Regions from separate parts of the Mus musculus genome. Here regions 2, 3, 4, 5 and 6 are each linked to region 1. The links are chromatin contacts, called in public HiChIP or PLAC-seq and Micro-C maps. All regions are on one chromosome and are shown on one strand. Each heading gives the region's core, a stretch centred on a gene start, on an enhancer-like site or on the middle of the called end of the contact. The rest is flanking DNA. Distances are from core to core; before and after follow the strand shown. Region 1 holds the start of Mecom (MDS1 and EVI1 complex locus). Region 2 holds the start of Prkci (protein kinase C, iota). Region 3 holds the start of Phc3 (polyhomeotic 3). Region 4 overlaps Mecom (MDS1 and EVI1 complex locus). Region 5 overlaps Mecom (MDS1 and EVI1 complex locus). Region 6 overlaps Mecom (MDS1 and EVI1 complex locus).

Evidence for each region. Hi-C and Micro-C count contacts between places; a contact is called where the count stands out from the background. HiChIP or PLAC-seq counts read pairs in DNA pulled down with a chosen protein or histone mark.
Region 2: a contact with region 1 is called in an HNF4G HiChIP or PLAC-seq map of pancreatic cancer cells. The contact joins the promoter of Prkci here to the promoter of Mecom in region 1. A contact is called at or near these places in 1 of 39 promoter capture datasets (pre-B cells) and 2 of 115 datasets of contacts at active chromatin or transcription factors (embryonic stem cells and pancreatic cancer cells).
Region 3: a Micro-C map of embryonic stem cells shows a contact between it and region 1, with 6 times the contacts expected there. The contact joins the promoter of Phc3 here to the promoter of Mecom in region 1. A contact is called at or near these places in 3 of 484 Hi-C or Micro-C datasets (all in embryonic stem cells) and 2 of 115 datasets of contacts at active chromatin or transcription factors (embryonic stem cells and pancreatic cancer cells).
Region 4: a contact with region 1 is called in an H3K4me3 HiChIP or PLAC-seq map of embryonic limb bud, with 4 times the contacts expected there. The contact joins the enhancer-like site here to the promoter of Mecom in region 1. A contact is called at or near these places in 4 of 484 Hi-C or Micro-C datasets (LSK cells, embryonic fibroblasts, muscle stem cells and 1 more), 16 of 115 datasets of contacts at active chromatin or transcription factors (bone marrow-derived macrophages, cardiomyocytes, craniofacial prominence and 10 more) and 1 of 9 other capture datasets (embryonic stem cells).
Region 5: an H3K27ac HiChIP or PLAC-seq map of embryonic fibroblasts shows a contact between it and region 1, with 11 times the contacts expected there. The contact joins the enhancer-like site here to the promoter of Mecom in region 1. A contact is called at or near these places in 1 of 39 promoter capture datasets (embryonic stem cells), 2 of 484 Hi-C or Micro-C datasets (nephron progenitors and ventricular fibroblasts), 14 of 115 datasets of contacts at active chromatin or transcription factors (the NIH/3T3 cell line, bone marrow-derived macrophages, craniofacial prominence and 10 more) and 1 of 9 other capture datasets (embryonic stem cells).
Region 6: a contact with region 1 is called in an H3K4me3 HiChIP or PLAC-seq map of stem cell-derived neural progenitor cells, with 3 times the contacts expected there. The contact joins the enhancer-like site here to the promoter of Mecom in region 1. A contact is called at or near these places in 1 of 39 promoter capture datasets (the SN4741 cell line), 15 of 115 datasets of contacts at active chromatin or transcription factors (bone marrow-derived macrophages, craniofacial prominence, embryonic hindbrain and 9 more) and 1 of 9 other capture datasets (embryonic stem cells).

What each region holds. Positions count from the first base shown.
Region 1 is chr3:30,508,484-30,511,053 of GRCm38.p6, reverse strand. Mecom (MDS1 and EVI1 complex locus) reads left to right here and starts at 1,295. Exons shown (of 16, transcript NM_001370769.2): 1 at 1,295-1,624. The coding sequence starts at 1,588.
Region 2 is chr3:30,994,490-30,997,059 of GRCm38.p6, reverse strand. Prkci (protein kinase C, iota) reads right to left here and starts at 1,289. Exons shown (of 18, transcript NM_008857.3): 1 at 975-1,289. The coding sequence starts at 1,075.
Region 3 is chr3:30,968,139-30,970,708 of GRCm38.p6, reverse strand. Phc3 (polyhomeotic 3) reads left to right here and starts at 1,294. Exons shown (of 15, transcript NM_001165954.1): 1 at 1,294-1,335. The coding sequence starts at 1,322.
Region 4 is chr3:30,084,775-30,087,344 of GRCm38.p6, reverse strand. All of the region lies in intron 2 of Mecom (MDS1 and EVI1 complex locus), which reads left to right. Among named protein-coding and RNA genes, the nearest start is that of Mecomos, 66 kb to the right of the region's middle. Within about 2 kb of position 1,289, at least 5 of the 459 cell types and tissues checked have an H3K27ac peak or open chromatin away from gene starts, as enhancers often do. A contact at or near this core is called in embryonic limb bud, where this site is marked.
Region 5 is chr3:30,120,063-30,122,632 of GRCm38.p6, reverse strand. All of the region lies in intron 2 of Mecom (MDS1 and EVI1 complex locus), which reads left to right. Among named protein-coding and RNA genes, the nearest start is that of Mecomos, 100 kb to the right of the region's middle. Within about 2 kb of position 1,297, at least 36 of the 459 cell types and tissues checked have an H3K27ac peak or open chromatin away from gene starts, as enhancers often do. A contact at or near this core is called in the NIH/3T3 cell line, embryonic fibroblasts and pancreatic cancer cells, where this site is marked.
Region 6 is chr3:30,186,986-30,189,555 of GRCm38.p6, reverse strand. All of the region lies in intron 2 of Mecom (MDS1 and EVI1 complex locus), which reads left to right. Among named protein-coding and RNA genes, the nearest start is that of Mecomos, 170 kb to the right of the region's middle. Within about 2 kb of position 1,280, at least 32 of the 459 cell types and tissues checked have an H3K27ac peak or open chromatin away from gene starts, as enhancers often do. A contact at or near this core is called in neural progenitor cells and stem cell-derived neural progenitor cells, where this site is marked.

The sequences.
Region 1 (2,570 bases), core at 46-2,545:
ATTACACAGCTCTGGGGAGGGAAAGGTGGTGGGTATTCTTAGATGAGGTAGGTCCTGTAAGCTTGGCCACCGAAGCCCCTGGGAATTGAACCTAGATATTCGCTCTCTCACAACCGCAGTCTGAGCTCAAACTAAATGAATACCAACAGGTGCAACTGAGTTCCCAACAACCCTGCTCGTCCTTGCTCTCTCAGAGGAGAGACCAGGACTTTCCTGCTTCTTCCGACTTGAGTTTTAGGATGGTAGCAGCACCGCACGGAAAAGATGGCAATTTTCTTTTATGGTGTCTGGCAGGATTTGCAGCAGATATTAATGGAGACATAAATAGCACGTGGAAGGTATTGAACACAACTGTTTAATGCAAGAAGGTTGTACTAAGAAAAATCCATACTGAGTTGGGAGTGATTCATACCTTGAACACACCTAACCCCTTGCGCCTTCATTTCTGCCTGCACACTTCATTAGTAAATTCTGTAATTAGGCACATTTCAACAATGTACGTTTTGTATTTTCTAGGTATGCGTATGGAATTTCCCCCCTTCCTCCTTCTGGTGACCCCAGAGGTTGTAGGTTTCAGTGAGTGAGTGGAAATGGCAGGCGGGCTGGGTAGCAGCAGGAGGCCGGAAGGTGCCGGCCGACCTTAGGCAAGGCAGGAGGTCTTGGATGTCAAATGTTCAGCCCGGCGGGACCTGGGCATCAAGGGCGATTGTTGCTACTTGATGGAAACAGACTACTGAAATGTTCCTAGGATGGCAGCTACCGTTGGTATTACAGCTAAAATCGAGAACCGGTTATTCATCCAAAGCGGAAGCCCCAGGAACTTCAGAAGGAGAGAGCGGCAGCAAGGGCAGAGCTCTGAAGTTCAAGATGCTTCTCGCCTTCTGATAACACGTTCACGGTCCAGTCCTCAGCCTAGTTCTTGTGTAGACGGAAAGATTTATCCTAAAGTTTTTTTTCCCTCCTCCGCTCGGTTCCCCTACAGACAATGTAATTTATGGTGGAGAAAACATTAATAATAATTATAATGCAGGCTTATTGACTCCCACACAGACATAGTCCTCTGCCCCACGAATCAATTCTCTGTCCAAGACTTTTCATTTCTTTTCTTTTTCTTTCTTTCTTTTTATTTTTTTTCCCGTTTGGGCGAAGTGTCTGCTCCCCTCCAGCTCCCCGCGCTCGCTCCCCGCCCCCTGCCGCCCTCCCCGTAGCTCCCTTTCTCCGCCTCCTCGGCGATTGCCATCTGACAAGATCTCCAAATCAAAGTGATAAATCGCTCCAAACTTTTTTTGGCGGCGCTGAGATGTTGGAGGGGCGTCTAACGCGCATGTGCGAAGGTGTCCAAACTGACAATGCTAGAGATAGCGAGTGTGGATTGAGAGAAAGAGAGAGAGGGAGGGAGAGAGAGTGAAAGACCGAGTGTGTGCGTGTGTGTGCGTGTGTGAGACAGAGGAGAGAGAGAGAGAGAGAGAGAGAGAGAGAGAGAGAGAGAGAGAGAGAAGGGAGGGGGAGAGAGAGAGCAAAAGAAGGAAAAGATCCAAGAAAAAAAAAACCTAACCACCCAGCAGCGGCTGCAGGACTGGGCACAGCATGAGATCCAAAGGCAGGGCAAGGAAACTGGCCACAAGTAGGTGCAATATCCCTTTTCTATTGGCTTCCCCCCCTTCTCTGCCATCTTGCGTATCTGTGTCTAGCGCACGGGGAGAGAGCGCGGGCTGCTTTGGCGCGGGGGGCCTGGGGTGGAAGGCAGGCACAGCGCAGCCGGCAGCCGGAGCAACCTGCCGATTCCTGCCTCCGCGCCCTGGCTCCTGCTCTGGGCGCAGTGGAAGCGCGGTAGCCCTGAGCCCCGCACCAGGACCAGCTGTGGCAACTCCGGGGTGGGGGTGGGGGCAGCAAAAAGCTGGGAGGGAGGGAGGAGGGCGCGCGCGAGTGAGCGCGAAGGGGTGGGGGGAGAGGAGAGTGTGTCCCCCTCCCCTCCCTTCCCCCCCCAGGCGGGGGAGAGTCGCCTCTGGCCAACCAGCTAGTTCCCGGAGCGGGAGGAGGGGGGAAGCGGGTGGGGGGGGGGCGGGCAGGGGAAGGGCGCCTTTCTGAAGCTCTGTTTGTTTCTGGGGTTTGGGACGGGTGGCGGGCTCCGAGGGAGCCGCGGTGGCTGTGGCCGCAGCCGGCCGCGATGGAGTTGGGAAAAGTTGCGAGGCGGCCGCTTGCAAGTTGCGCGGGCGATCGGCGCTGCGCCTAGCCGCGGCTGCGGTAGTGGGCGCTGTGCGCTCGGTCCTTGTACGCGGCGGCGTGTGCGACGCGGCGGGAGCCCTGGGGAAGGGGAGGCAGGGGGGCCGGGGGGGACACGGTCCTGGGGATGGGTGGGGGGAACCCCGGCAGCGCCGAGCTCTCGGCTCCGCAGAGTCACTCGGCAGGTGGGGAGAGCGGAGGCCGCGCCGGCGTTCTCAGGCCCGGGCGTGGAGGGCGCGCGGCCAGCCGAGAACGCTGCTCCGTAAGGCCAGGAGGGCGCGCTCCGACCCGAGAAGCCCGGGCTGGCAGGGCGCCGAGTGACCCCCAGGGGGCGGGCTGCCGGAACT
Region 2 (2,570 bases), core at 40-2,539, 490 kb before region 1:
TAGTCCCAAATCAGTCAATGTCAGAGGCTGGAAGATAACACACAAATCTAAGGCCTTACATGTACACATTAAGACATGTGCAGCTTCAGTTCTCTTGAAAGGAAAACAAGAAAGAACCGGGAAGGTCTGCTATCTTCACTGATCCCCTCAGGAATGTGAAAGCACGCACAGCTCTTTTAACCTTGTAGCACTTGAAGCTTTTAAAAGCAATTTATTTCTGCCTAGACAAGCAGAGAGGTCTTCTGTTAATCCCTGCTCTCCAGTCTTTATGCTCACGCTGGCCTTTCACCTCAGCAGAGATCCTAAATTATCTCAAACCACACACTGAAGTCAAAGGAGAGGAAGAACTTTATGATAAGTCACGATAGAAAATGATTTGGGCTATGCTCAGAACTGGATTACTTTTGGCAGAGACATTAGTTTAAACGTTTGGTAATCAAGTGGGGTAAAGATCGTTTCTAGAATTTAAAGCCTTGGCTTCTCACCTTTCGATAGCTCACCCTAACTTCCAAAATGTGGGTCAGCACATTTGCACCTTAATTCTGACCACCCAGGATCCAGTGCACATCCTATTAAAAAGTATCGACTTTGGTACTAACTCTAACACCTATAGCGGCTCTCTGACCATAGTCCAGACTTATTTCATGAACTCTCCCACGGCGAAGGATAGATGTAAACCTGATTTATAAGACGGAGGCTTCAGGCCTGTCTGCAATGAAAGGAGCCACCTAACGAAGCAGTCCAGGCTTGCGTGCCCACAGTAGTGAGTGAACAGAGGCTTCCCTCGAAATCTTCAATCCACCCAGTCCCGAAACAGTTGCAAATTTCTCCGTCAGCTGATTTGTCCTCCCCTCCGGTTGCGCCCACTCTCCTCCGCCGACTCCTGGCGACCTACACTCATACGTCCAGGGTGCCACCAACCGCACCTCTCGCCGCCCCCACGATCGCTCGGGTCCCTGACCGCCAACACTCACCCGCGGTAGTAGGCTTTCACCCGGACCTGGTGGGAATGGTCCCCGCCGCCGCCGCACGCGACCGTGTGGGACATGGTGCTGCTGTCCCTCTGGGTCGGCATCTCCTCACTCCCCCGCCTCGCCGCAGGAGGCCGAGGGGGCCGGGGCAGCGCCGGGCGCCGCGAGGGTCTCGGCCTCCCGAGCCTGTCGGGAAGCCGTGGCCGCCCGCCTCGCCGACCAACACGCCTAGCCCGCGGCGCGGAGCGAGCAAGGGGTCGCTTCGCCGCCAAGCCCGAGCCCCAGCGCTCCTCCCTCCGCCCGGCACAACACGCCTCCCGCCGCGGCTCCTCCCACCACGCTCGCTCCCAAGGCCGCATTCCGCGGCAGGGCGGGCTCAGGAGTCGCGGAGCCCCGGCGCTCTCATCCTCACGGGGGGGAGAAGAGGCTAGCAGAGGGAACAGAACCCACCAGCCTACTAACAGACGCTCTGAAATGGGAATATACTTGGATATTAATATAAGTAATTGTAAACCACGCCTTTAAATGGAAGGATTTCTACAAAACAACCTACAGAGCACCCACGCTCAAGGTTGCTTCCCCTATTTCTTCTATTTAGTCTCGTCCCAGCTAGCCCGCCACGCTTCCGGAATGTATTTGCTGCGCGGGATTCTGGGATTTGGAGTCCCGGTGGGATTCTGGGACTTGTTCCTTAAGTGTAGAGTGCCGCGTTTTCGATCTTGTGCTTCCCGGGAGTTGTAGGCATGGAAGTCCTGAAAACCGCTTGAGTATCTGAGGGCACTGGAAAGATGGCTTCGTCAAGATGTAGAATCTCCTTCCAATTAAATTCTCCATGTCAATTTCATTGATCATTGAAATTAAACAGTTCCCTTTTGGGGGAACAAGATTTGATTACCTGCTCAGCAAATCCTTTTCGGGGAGAATTTAATAATGTAGGTAGCAAAAGCATTAGTGAATGCAACGAAAGAAGAAACTCAATTGGGAGATACCACAGGAGAGAGACTTCTTCAAGGCCCTCAACCCGTGAATATTGCCATTCTATAGAAGAAAGTGCCCAGTGAATACTTAACTAGTGTGTCAGTTCATTAGCATTTATTTTACTTACACTAGTCTGGTCGAGAATTAGAAAAAAAAATCTGTCCGTGTAACTTACTTTCGGACTTCCTCAGATCTTGCCTGTATCACTTACTCTACCCTTAAGGTAGCTTGAATCTAGCCACCAGGTCAGCTCAGATAGCAACATGTGCAAATTGTTGAAATAAGCAAAGATATGGCTTTCTTTTTGTTATTGTTTGTTTGTTTTTGGTTGGTAAGAGGTTTTCTCTCTGTAGCTGTCCTTGAACTCATTCTGTCAGGCTAGACTCAAACTCAGAGATTCGCCTGCTAGTGCCTCCTGGGTCCTATTAAGGGCATGTGTCACCACTACCCAGCAGCTTTCTTTATAATCATACATTAGATTTGGTTGCTTGCTTTATCAGAGCTACTATGTGTGACACTTAGCTTGGTACTAGCTTCATCCAACGTCCACAAATTTGGAGTATATGAAAATTTCCACTAAATAACTTTTTTTTTTTTAACAATTAGAGGCTGCATCATCAC
Region 3 (2,570 bases), core at 45-2,544, 460 kb before region 1:
GACACTGAGATTAGTGCACTTCATCTCAGGAAATAGGAGACACTGTTTACGATCACTATGCTTCTTTCTCAGTCAAGAGCAACAGAGATTTGCTTATTTCTTGGATCTATGAAGCAAAGTCACACTGTGTATGTATGTCTACAAAATCCACTTTTCAGACTATTTTGGATACATATTTTTAATGTTTTATAGTTGTAGTTAATTTTTCTTCTTTCTTTCTTTCTTTCTTTCTTTTTTTTAAACACAGTCTTACATATCCCAGGCTAGCCTTAAAATTTCTGTTAGACCCGAGGTGGGGAAAAACATTTCCACAACTGTCTGATTAAGCAAGCTATACTTAGACTGGCTAAAGGCTGCCTCATCCAAGTTCAGGTTTCAGAAAGCAGCCCCTCACTGGCTTTTGAGGTCTCTGTTGTGGGGCAAGGATTAGGGTTGATAGATTACAGCTGTTGAGAGCGTTGGCTGTTAGCACCAGGACAGAAGAATGGGGGGACTCAGGGCTCAAGGCCGGCTGTGAGGTATACAAGGGTAAGACACTATATGGAAGGGGAGTCATCAGAGATGTTCAGGAGTTTAGCAAGGCAAAGGAGTATACATCATGGGGTTACAAATTCAGCAGAGGTTAAAAAGCATGGTTTTCAGGATATCTTAGGTTCAGGAAACAGAAGCTTACCCTTGCAAGGTATGGGGACACCATCCCCAAAGCAGGACATGAGGGAAAGGGTTTATTTGGCTTACACTTCTATAGCACCGTTCATCACCAAAGGAAATCAGAACAGGAACTCAAGTAGGGCAGGAACCTGGAAACAGGAGCTGATGCAGAGGCTGATGCAGAGGCTGTGGAGGGCTGCTGCTTGTTCAGTCTGCTTTCTTATAGAACCAGGATCATGGGGTTTCTGTTTTACATTATATAGTCTAGGATGACTTTGAATTTTTATTCAAAACAACACTTTCTAAGGGCCTAGCCATGTCTGGTTTATGTGGGGCTGGGTATTGAACCTAAGACTTGATGCACGTTTCTGAAAGTATTCTAGCAACTTCTACATTTCCAGCGCTAAGCAGAACTTTTTCTATATTCGTCGCAGACCCCGGGCTAAGACAAAGATTCTGAGCCATAGAAATAGAGGGTGTCTGGGAAGGACCACTTAGGGAAACACAGGCCACCTCACAGAGAGAGTTGAGGTGGGAGGGAGCCTGGCAGTCGCTGGCCTCACGTGACCTCTGCGCCCCCCGCCCCCCAGATCCCGCCCCTCGGCTCTTGGCTCTTGCAGGGGGAAAAGGAGGCGCATGCGCACTTCGTGTTAGTGATGGAGGAGAGAAGATGGCGGAAGCGGAGTGAGTGACTTGCTGGTGACTGATGTCGTAACCGGGGGGCGAGTGAGGGCTGCGACACGTTCCCCCGAGGCAGCTCTTGGGGCTCCGAGGCTGGCGGTGCAGGGCGGAGGCGAGGCGGGAGCCACGGCGTGGTGGAGAAGCCCGACTGTGGGAGGAGGATGGCAGGTCCAGCCAGCCTCCCCTCGGGAGTGCGTGCTGCGCCGTGCGGTCCCGGGGCTGTGTGGTCCTAAGCGCACAGCTACCCGGGGGACCCTAGTCTCCGGGCTCTCCCGGGACGCGAGCCCTGCGGCGCTCGGCCGGGGCTGTCATTCCAGCCGCGGTCCCCGCCGAGGTGTGTCCGGCTGGGCAGGCGCCGCCGGGCCTCCGCGCTGGCTCCTGCGGGCCCGTAGCCGTCTGTCTGTCCGTCCGTCCGTCCGTCCGTGCGGCGGGGGCGCGGGGAGGCGCAGGGAGGCGTCCGGACAGCGGCTGCGGCCCACGGCCGAGGCTCCCCACCTCCCCGGCCTTTCCTTGCAGTCCCCCTCCGGGCTCGGGCTGCGGCGGCGAGCCTCCCTCCCTGGAGGGCCGCATTCTTGGGTAGCGCTGTGATGCTATGCTCAGTTGGCGACTTGAAACTTCAGGTTCCCGGGTAGGCCTCTGGAGTGCCAGAGCTGAACGCGGCAAGTATTTCCGTGCCAAGCCCGTGCGCTCCCCGAAAGTGTTCTTTTGTACCAGGCCTCGAAATGTAAAGCGATGGTTTGCCCAGTTGCACACATCCAATGTTTAGAATTACTGTCTAGGTTCCCTGACCATTTTTGGTTCGTCAGAACTCACTGTCTTCTTCGCCCGCCTTTGGGCTTTGAGAGCACAGCTGAGCAGAATAAGACTTTGAAAGGCCAGGGTTTACGGTGGTGGCTTGGATGCCATTGGTCCCGGTGCCAAAGTGTTTTGACACGCAGTAGTTTCAAGATTTTACCTTACTGCTGATTGAGTGTAGTATTGAGCAGGTGCCATATGATACTGTGGTTTGCTGATTGGAAGGAAATGAACAGCAGAACGTCTAAAAATGTGATTCAGCTCCCACTAAAAGAAGTTAGCAGCCCCATCTGTTTTTCCTTTCACCTTACTTTCTCCCTTGTATATTGGAGCTGTTAATACAGCCTATGGTGGCTGGAGACTCCTGAGTCTCATTGAGGCCAGCCTGAGCTACGTAGTGACACCCTATTTTGTTTTGATTTTTAAGAAAGAGAAGTAAATGT
Region 4 (2,570 bases), core at 40-2,539, 420 kb after region 1:
CCATGCTTGCTGAGGACAGGCCTACACCCTGGCAGTCCCCAGAGCAGATAGAGCTTGAAGGAGTACAAAGGGTCTCCAGAGTCTAAATGAGAGGAGATGGCACTCCTAACACCAGAGAAACATGCACAGCGTTTCTATGTATATGAAGGATGTGGACACTGTTGACAATAGACTATCTATCCTGTTATAGTATAACTACACTGCACTGTGACATCAGAGTATAACAGAGACAAAAACAGGCTATTCTCCCCATTACTTGTAAGGGAGAATGAGTTCTAGTTCCCAGGAATAAATACATGTGCTCTTGTACAATCCTGCTAAATGTTTTAACTGGGAATTATTTGTCTTCTACAAATCAAATACAACAGAGGATCAAGGACATTAAATTTGCCAATACGGGAGCATGAATTCTTACAGTCATTCTTAGCCCATTCTTAGCCACCAGTGATGGTGCTATTTAGCTCACCAATGCATAGGTAGAGTGATCAAGGCCCAGAATGGTGAAGCTAGGCTACCAGTTCCTTCCCATTTGCCCTGGCTTTGCATTTTTCTTTAAAAAAAAAAAAATCTAATTGTTCTGCAGAAGACGGCACTGTTCATTATTAATGGAATTTCTTTTCATTCAATTTTGTGGTGTCCACAACAAGATTATAAAAACAATAATTTAATTTCTAAATCTTTTCAGTTTCAGCGAGGTTACTTTGTGGAGTTGGAGATAAATGACCAGAAGAAAACTTCACAAAATTAGTGTTTACACTTAATCTGGCAACGAGCTATAATTTGATTGGTAAAAAATTCATTTGGTGTACCTCTGGCCCTTTGCTGCCGGATAATGAAAATTTATATCTGCGTTTCAGACATCTGGGGAGGGCCTGACAGCTTTGGGGCTGAATGAAAGATGATGTCACGCTGACCCCTGTCAGCATTTCCTCACAGACTGGTTACCCAAAACCCAACAGCACTCACACTTTCTTCCCCCTGCCAGAGCAGACTCTCATTTTATTTTGGAAGGTTAATGACACTGTAAATCTAATAGGCCATTTTAGTGCCATCGTGTGGATATTAAAAAATCATGTGACCAGTCAGGGCACCATATGTGGAGTTCACTGTTGTCTAATGGCAGGGATAAGACGCTATAACAAGGCACCAAGGGCAGCCGGTGTTTGGAATTAATTTCAAAACCATATCTACCTTACACCAATTTAGAATCTCAGCCAATAATTATTGCTTGCCATTTTGACTGTTTGCCTTAATAAGCTGGCTAAGATCAAATCAACATTGGACCCCCGGAAAAGTCTTTGTAACTTGCTTATTTATCAGTATCTCAGGTTCCAGGGAAAGCACTCCTTCAAGGAACTGTCTGTGTAGTCCAGTACCAGAGCCTGTAGCTACTTTTGGCCAATGGCCCCAGGAAATGAAGTTTTAACTCATTCAAATTTAAATAGGGACACATGTCAGCCGTTGCCATTTTGGACATCAGAAGTTGGACTAACTGCAAGGAGACCAAATTCACCAGAAACTAGTGAGGAAATCAATTCCGCTTAAGACTGTCACCTGTTCCTCATCAGGTGAGACATCAGGTGAGACAAAGCTGTATTTGGGGGCCAAAGCTACCTGGTGACAGAACTGACGTCTGAATCATCTTTGAATCCATTTAAAGTCCTCTGCACAGAGTTCAGGTGAATAGATGCAACCAATAGAAACGTGAATGAGTGGGATGCACAATGAATAATGAAAAGCCAGAAACAGAATTGCATTTTCCCTTTTTTACTTTTTCTGTGTGCCTTTCCTCTTGGGACACATAGAGGATAGATACATTGTGATCTCTCAGTCCCATTCACTTGAAAGCAAACGGGAAGGATGTCTGGTGGCTTCTTCCACTCCCTGAAATATGAGTTTCTAGTTCTGAAGCTGGGTAGGTAGATCACAAAGCCAGGAGCCCAAGCCACTCAAATGGAGCAAAGAGACCAACATGAACATCAAACTCCCCACATTCTGAGAGTAAGGGAGGGAAGAAGCAATTCTCCATGGATAATGGGGCCATTGATTGTGGAGCCAAACAGAAGGATATAAAGGGAAACTGGAATAATGTGTGAGTTTAGTCCAAAATGTTTATTTATTAGAAATTTCTATTCATGACTACTAACTCATGGCACAGAATTATCAGGGTGATCTTTCTGGAAATTTTGATGACAGTAATAGCAATGAGAGCAGTTACTTTATTATGGTTCCAGAAACAATGTAGATGTCTACAAGGGATGATTTTAATTATTCTCTCTATGGGGCATGGTATATGGGACTCTCTATTGTACAGACTGAGAATGGAATCAAGTATAAACAAATCGATTTCTCTTAAGGTCAGGCAACCAATAAATGGCAAAAACAGATTTTGAATCCGAATAACCCAACTGTGGAGTTTATGCTTTCATAAAGCTTTTCTGTCTTGTAGCTCTTTCAATCCTCATCGCCTGATTCATTCATTTAGCAAACGTGATTTTGAGACCCAGTGTAGACCAGGCACTATTTTCAGATGGTAAAAGTGAAAAATGCCTGTCCCCTTAGACTTTTCC
Region 5 (2,570 bases), core at 48-2,547, 390 kb after region 1:
AATAGCTGTATCAGTATGTGGTCACATGTAACTTTTTAAAATAATACTTTTGAAGTTATCACATTGTTTTCCCTTTCCTCCCTCTAATTCCTCCCATGCACCTCTCTTGTTAATCTCAAAGTCGTGGCTTCTTTAATTGTCATTATTCTCTCCCTCTTGCTCTCTCCTTCTCTCTCTCTTCTTTTCTCTTTCTTTTCTCTCTCTCCCTCCTCTCTCTCATAAACACACACACGCACGCACACACACACACACACACACACACACACACACACACACACACACACTCACATATATATATACTACATCCTCAAATCCATATAATGTTACCCGTATACCTAAATGTATATGACATCATGGCCAACCACTTTGTATCAAATGTTCAACTGAAGGAGTCTTCCTGGAGGAAGACTGTATCTGCCACTCAGAATTGTGCAGTTGCCCATAATTGTCTAAGTTGAGGACCTGTTCGATTCCTCCCGTCTACACTAGCTTGTCTATTGATGGCATCACTGTTCAAGTCTTGCCTAGGCAGCCATGTTGATGAGACTTCATGAGATTAGCAACCATCTGCATGAGTTGAATAACTGGCCTCACAACTTTGGGTTTTACTTTCAAACTATAAACACATAGTTTCTTTATAAGTAAATAAACCCTGACACACCTTCAACTATTAATTATGCATTTCAGAATCATTGTATATTTTGTTCCAATATATTTGTCACACTTATTTCTCTGAAATTTATTCATTCATAGATGAGTACTCCATCTGATAGTTGGGATGTAGGATAGTTATTTTCTTGTAGAAAATATATCAAGCTTAGCTTACATTGGCATACACTCTATTGGCTACATCTCTGATGGAAGTGGAAGCATTTGTCCACAAAATTTACTTGGTTGTTGAGAAAGGCCAGAATATTATGTGACAGAAGAGGCAGAGGGAATAATATAAATAGTCAAGATTTCTCCAGAGAAGTGACCATTTTTCCCTCCTTGGTTGAGTTGCTGTTGCTCTAGCTTTAGAAGAACCAGAATCTAAGACTCAGGTCTACCCAGAACTTTAGGATTTTCTTCAAGCCTTGAATAAAAATATGAAGACTGAATAGTTGCCTAGCTTCACTGTACAAGTCCAGAATGAACTGTCACACTGACATAAATATAGAGCCGCACCAGGACATTGATCAACATTTGCAGAGATTTTTCAGTTTAGATGCCAACCATTTAAAATTATCCTGGCAGAAGAGAAGGATACACTCAATGTTTTCTGGAAGAAACATGCAAATTACCTCATTCTTAAACCTTCCCTAGAGGCCATCATTATTTTTTATCCCATTCCCAGATATTACTCACAAAGTGAAAAAGGATGACCAGTTTCTTCAAATACTTTCGACACACTTTGGTGTTTATAATGTCTATTAGATCATTAACAAATTCCAGGTACATTTGACAAGGGCATTCTATTTCTCCAGCATTCTTCTTCCTCTTCTTCTTTCTTCATGGGTATCATTTTAATTCTATTTAGAACTAACTCTAAGATTAGAAACACCCTGAATTCCCATTTACGGGCCCCTTATGAGTCAGTTTCTCTGGTGCATGATCTTCGTGCTGGCTGTCTCTCTGGAAGTGTGTCATCACGTTCTTCGTGTTTGCTCAGCTCCAGCTTTGCTGCACAAGGACTTTCTTTTCCAGAGAATCAGTATCCCTGCCTCGTGAAAATCTGGAAATGGCTCTAGGCCTGCTCTGCAAGTACTAGGATGCTGGGAAGTCACAGATCCTGGCCTCAATCTCTACATCAGCAAAATCATGACAAGTGGGTACCAGAAAGTGGGAGCACGAAATCTAGATACACTCTCCCATCTTTCCTGCCTGTTCATCATTTCTCATTACTGAATTACTGCCACATAGACCCCCTTGCTCTACTGTGTATGATGGGGGGAGAGAGGGAGGGAGGGAGGGAGGGAGGGGAGAGAGGGAGGGAGGGATAAAGGAAGGAAGGAAAAGAGGGAGAGAAAAAGAGAGACAGAGAAACAGAAAGCAAGAGAGAGTGAGAGAGCAAGAAGAGAGCGAGCAAGGAGAGAGAGACAGAGACAGAGACAAGGGGGAAGAGGGGAGAGGGGAGAGAAGGGAGAAGGGAGAGAAGGGAGAGGGGAGAGAAGGGAGAGGGGAGAGGGGAGAGGGGAGAGGGAGAGAGAAGAAAGCTAGAGAGAGCACTCCTTGCCACAGGGCACTTGTGGGGACTAGAGCACACTTTTCAGGAGTTAGTCTTCTTCTTCCATGTGGTTTTGGAAGCAGCATCTCTCTCACTATTTCTGTTCCTGTGCTTTCTTCTTCAGGAGATCTGCTCTGTACCTTCCAGCCAATTATGTCTACACTTACACGCACACATAGGAGTGCTGGGGTGGCAAGTATGCCTCCCCTCTACTGCAGACAGCTTTTTAAAAGTAGGGTTGGGATCAAACTGAAGTAGTGGTGCTTGTCCCGCATCTACCTGTACCCACAGAACCGTCTCACTAGCTCTGTGTACTACATCTTTCCCTGCTGATAGCTAAACATATATGTTAGATCCAGGCAAA
Region 6 (2,570 bases), core at 31-2,530, 320 kb after region 1:
TCTGAGAGTGACACAAGCTGGACCCTGCTCTGTGCTCCTGGGCCTTGCCCAGCCCTTTGCTGCTGTGATCCCTAAGCATGCTTCCATGTCTCCCTATTTACATGGCATCTCAAAGGCAGGAGAGTTATATCCTATGCATGCCACAAATCGTTCTAGACTTAGCTCTGTTTCCCAGGAAGCCCAGCTACTTGTAGTGTGAAAGCTGTTAACTGTAGGACTGATATCCACAGGCAAGCCTTGTCCTTACAGAGTGTGGTCTGACTTTGCTGGGATCAGGGAGTCAAGTAGCTGGAAACAACTATGGAAATACCCAGTGAAAAGTCCCCATAGTTGGATTGTCTGAGCAAGTTCCTCCTGGCACACGGTACCAACGGCAAGGTCCTCAGCCCCTCTTCCTGTACTGCTGGGGAAGTTTGGGCTCTGGAGTTCTAGCACGTTCAGCCTGTGGGAAGAATCCAAGACATGGAAGGCCCTGCAGTGGAGGGAGCGAGAGGGGTTGGACAATCTTTCCTGAATCCCATCTCCTTAGCTGGACCTGCGGCTTTGCCTAAGCTTCTTGAAGGTCAGTTTTTCTCACTTACCAAATAATAATTAAATATTCTTACCAGAAAGCCTCCTAAGAGAAAATCTGAGAGACGTTACTTATAAAAATTTCTTGAAACCTGTTAAAACAACTGCTTTTTTCTTTTTTTCCGAGACAGAGTTTCTCTGTATAGCCCTGGCTGTCCTGGAACTCACATTGTAGACCAGGCTGGCCTCGAACTCAGAAATCTGCTTGCCTCTGCCTCCCAAGTGCTGCGATTAAAGGCAAACAACTGCTTTTTTAAAAGGCAAACATATATAGAATATATGTATATAGTGGAGAGTAGGTGTTTGAACACCTTCAAGTCTCAAAGATCCTTTTCTTACAGAGGGCATGCATGCATCCTTTCGTCTTGGTTTGAATATTCTTATGCTCAAGTCCTTCTTGGCTGGACTGTGGCAGACACAGCATTTGTTACCTCACCAGGGTACATGTGGTTTGCTCATCTCTAAGCTAGGAACTAGGGTTCTAGAGAGGAACAGAGCCATCTATGTGAGCACTGAATACTGTGGAGAGTGCAGAGCCTCAGTTAGCCTCTGTCCTCTCCCACACCCGTGCCTCTTCTGCATGAAATAAAATCCTCCTTGCATAATGCACCAAGTTCCAGGAACACATTCCTGCAAGCCATAGAGGAGGGAGAACCACTTCCCTGTGTCATTTTGCTGGGCTGGGCTGATGTCATAGCTGTACTCCTAGCTGCCTTTTGGTCAAAAGACATTTACGTGTGTTGAAAAATCGCCAAGGAAGCCTGTTTCCTAGGATGGGAAAGAAGGCATGTTTTGTCCGTCCTCCAAGTCCTCCTTGCACAGATTACTGTCAAACCCCAGCACTTTATTTATAAAAATGCCAGCGTGCTCTGATTATTTGGCAAATGACCATGCTGCTGTCAGTGTCAAAATAGCACAGAGAATATAAAAACAACCTCCATTTTTATCATGCCTGTCACAGCTGGGAGGGCATGGAACAAGGATCCATTGTTTGAAGAGAAGCTGGAAAGGCAATACACTCAAGTTCTTTGGTGGCCTCTTGGGCAGAGGGACTGTGGTCATATTTGGTAAATGGTTTTTCTATTACAGATAGGCATAGACCTTGGCCCAAATTAATTTCTTGCTTTAGCATTGCAGTTTTGATACCTTGTTGTCTTGAGATATTCTTTGGTCTATCTGTCTGGATATCTCTGTCTCTCTCTGTCTTCTGTAGCTTCATAGATCTTCCCAGTGTTTCCAGGCCACAGGTAGATAGATCTAGCAGTGTTCTGCCTCATGGAATCCACTGTGGAATTCATATTTTGTTGTTAAATAGAACTCCCTAGTAATGGCCTTAGAAGGAAGAAAGACACACTTCTTGGGAAGAAGGAGCTGAGCACATGGTATCTATTTACTGAGCACTGATTCTGGTCTCCTGAAGCTCCTTCCTTCATAGGTCTGGATGGGGCAGTAGCACTTCCTCCGTTAGTTAGCAGTTGTGAAGCGTATGCATGAGTATCAATAACCCTGTGTCCTCAGGTTTCAGGCTCGCTTCATGCTATTATTTGTTCTTCCTGGAGAATTGTTAACCCCTTTCCCCAGACACAAGCTGTATCCTTGTATGAGCCTTTTGATGGATGAATTGGAATTATTTACTTGTAGTAGCCATTCATCAGCATTTTCTACTTTTAAGACTTTTTTTTTTTCTTTTTAAGAATAATGAATGAAACACTTCTCTAAAAAGAATTCATCATATGATCTCTTAGTTTCCACAGAGGGGACATTATTAGGTCATTTGTGGTCCATTGGAGAAAGAGCTTGAAGTGGTTTTTAATGATGGAGTTTCACACTAGAGCTTGAGAGGGGTTTCCATGGATGTGGCTAATCTAGCAATGTACATGACATGCCCCTAGATCTGTCTTGGGGATGAGTAAGCCTTAGTGTGGAAGCAGCACCCTTCTGAAAGAGGTGTACTCACTATCAAATTTGTGACATTTTGGTAGTGTTGAAGATCATTCTGG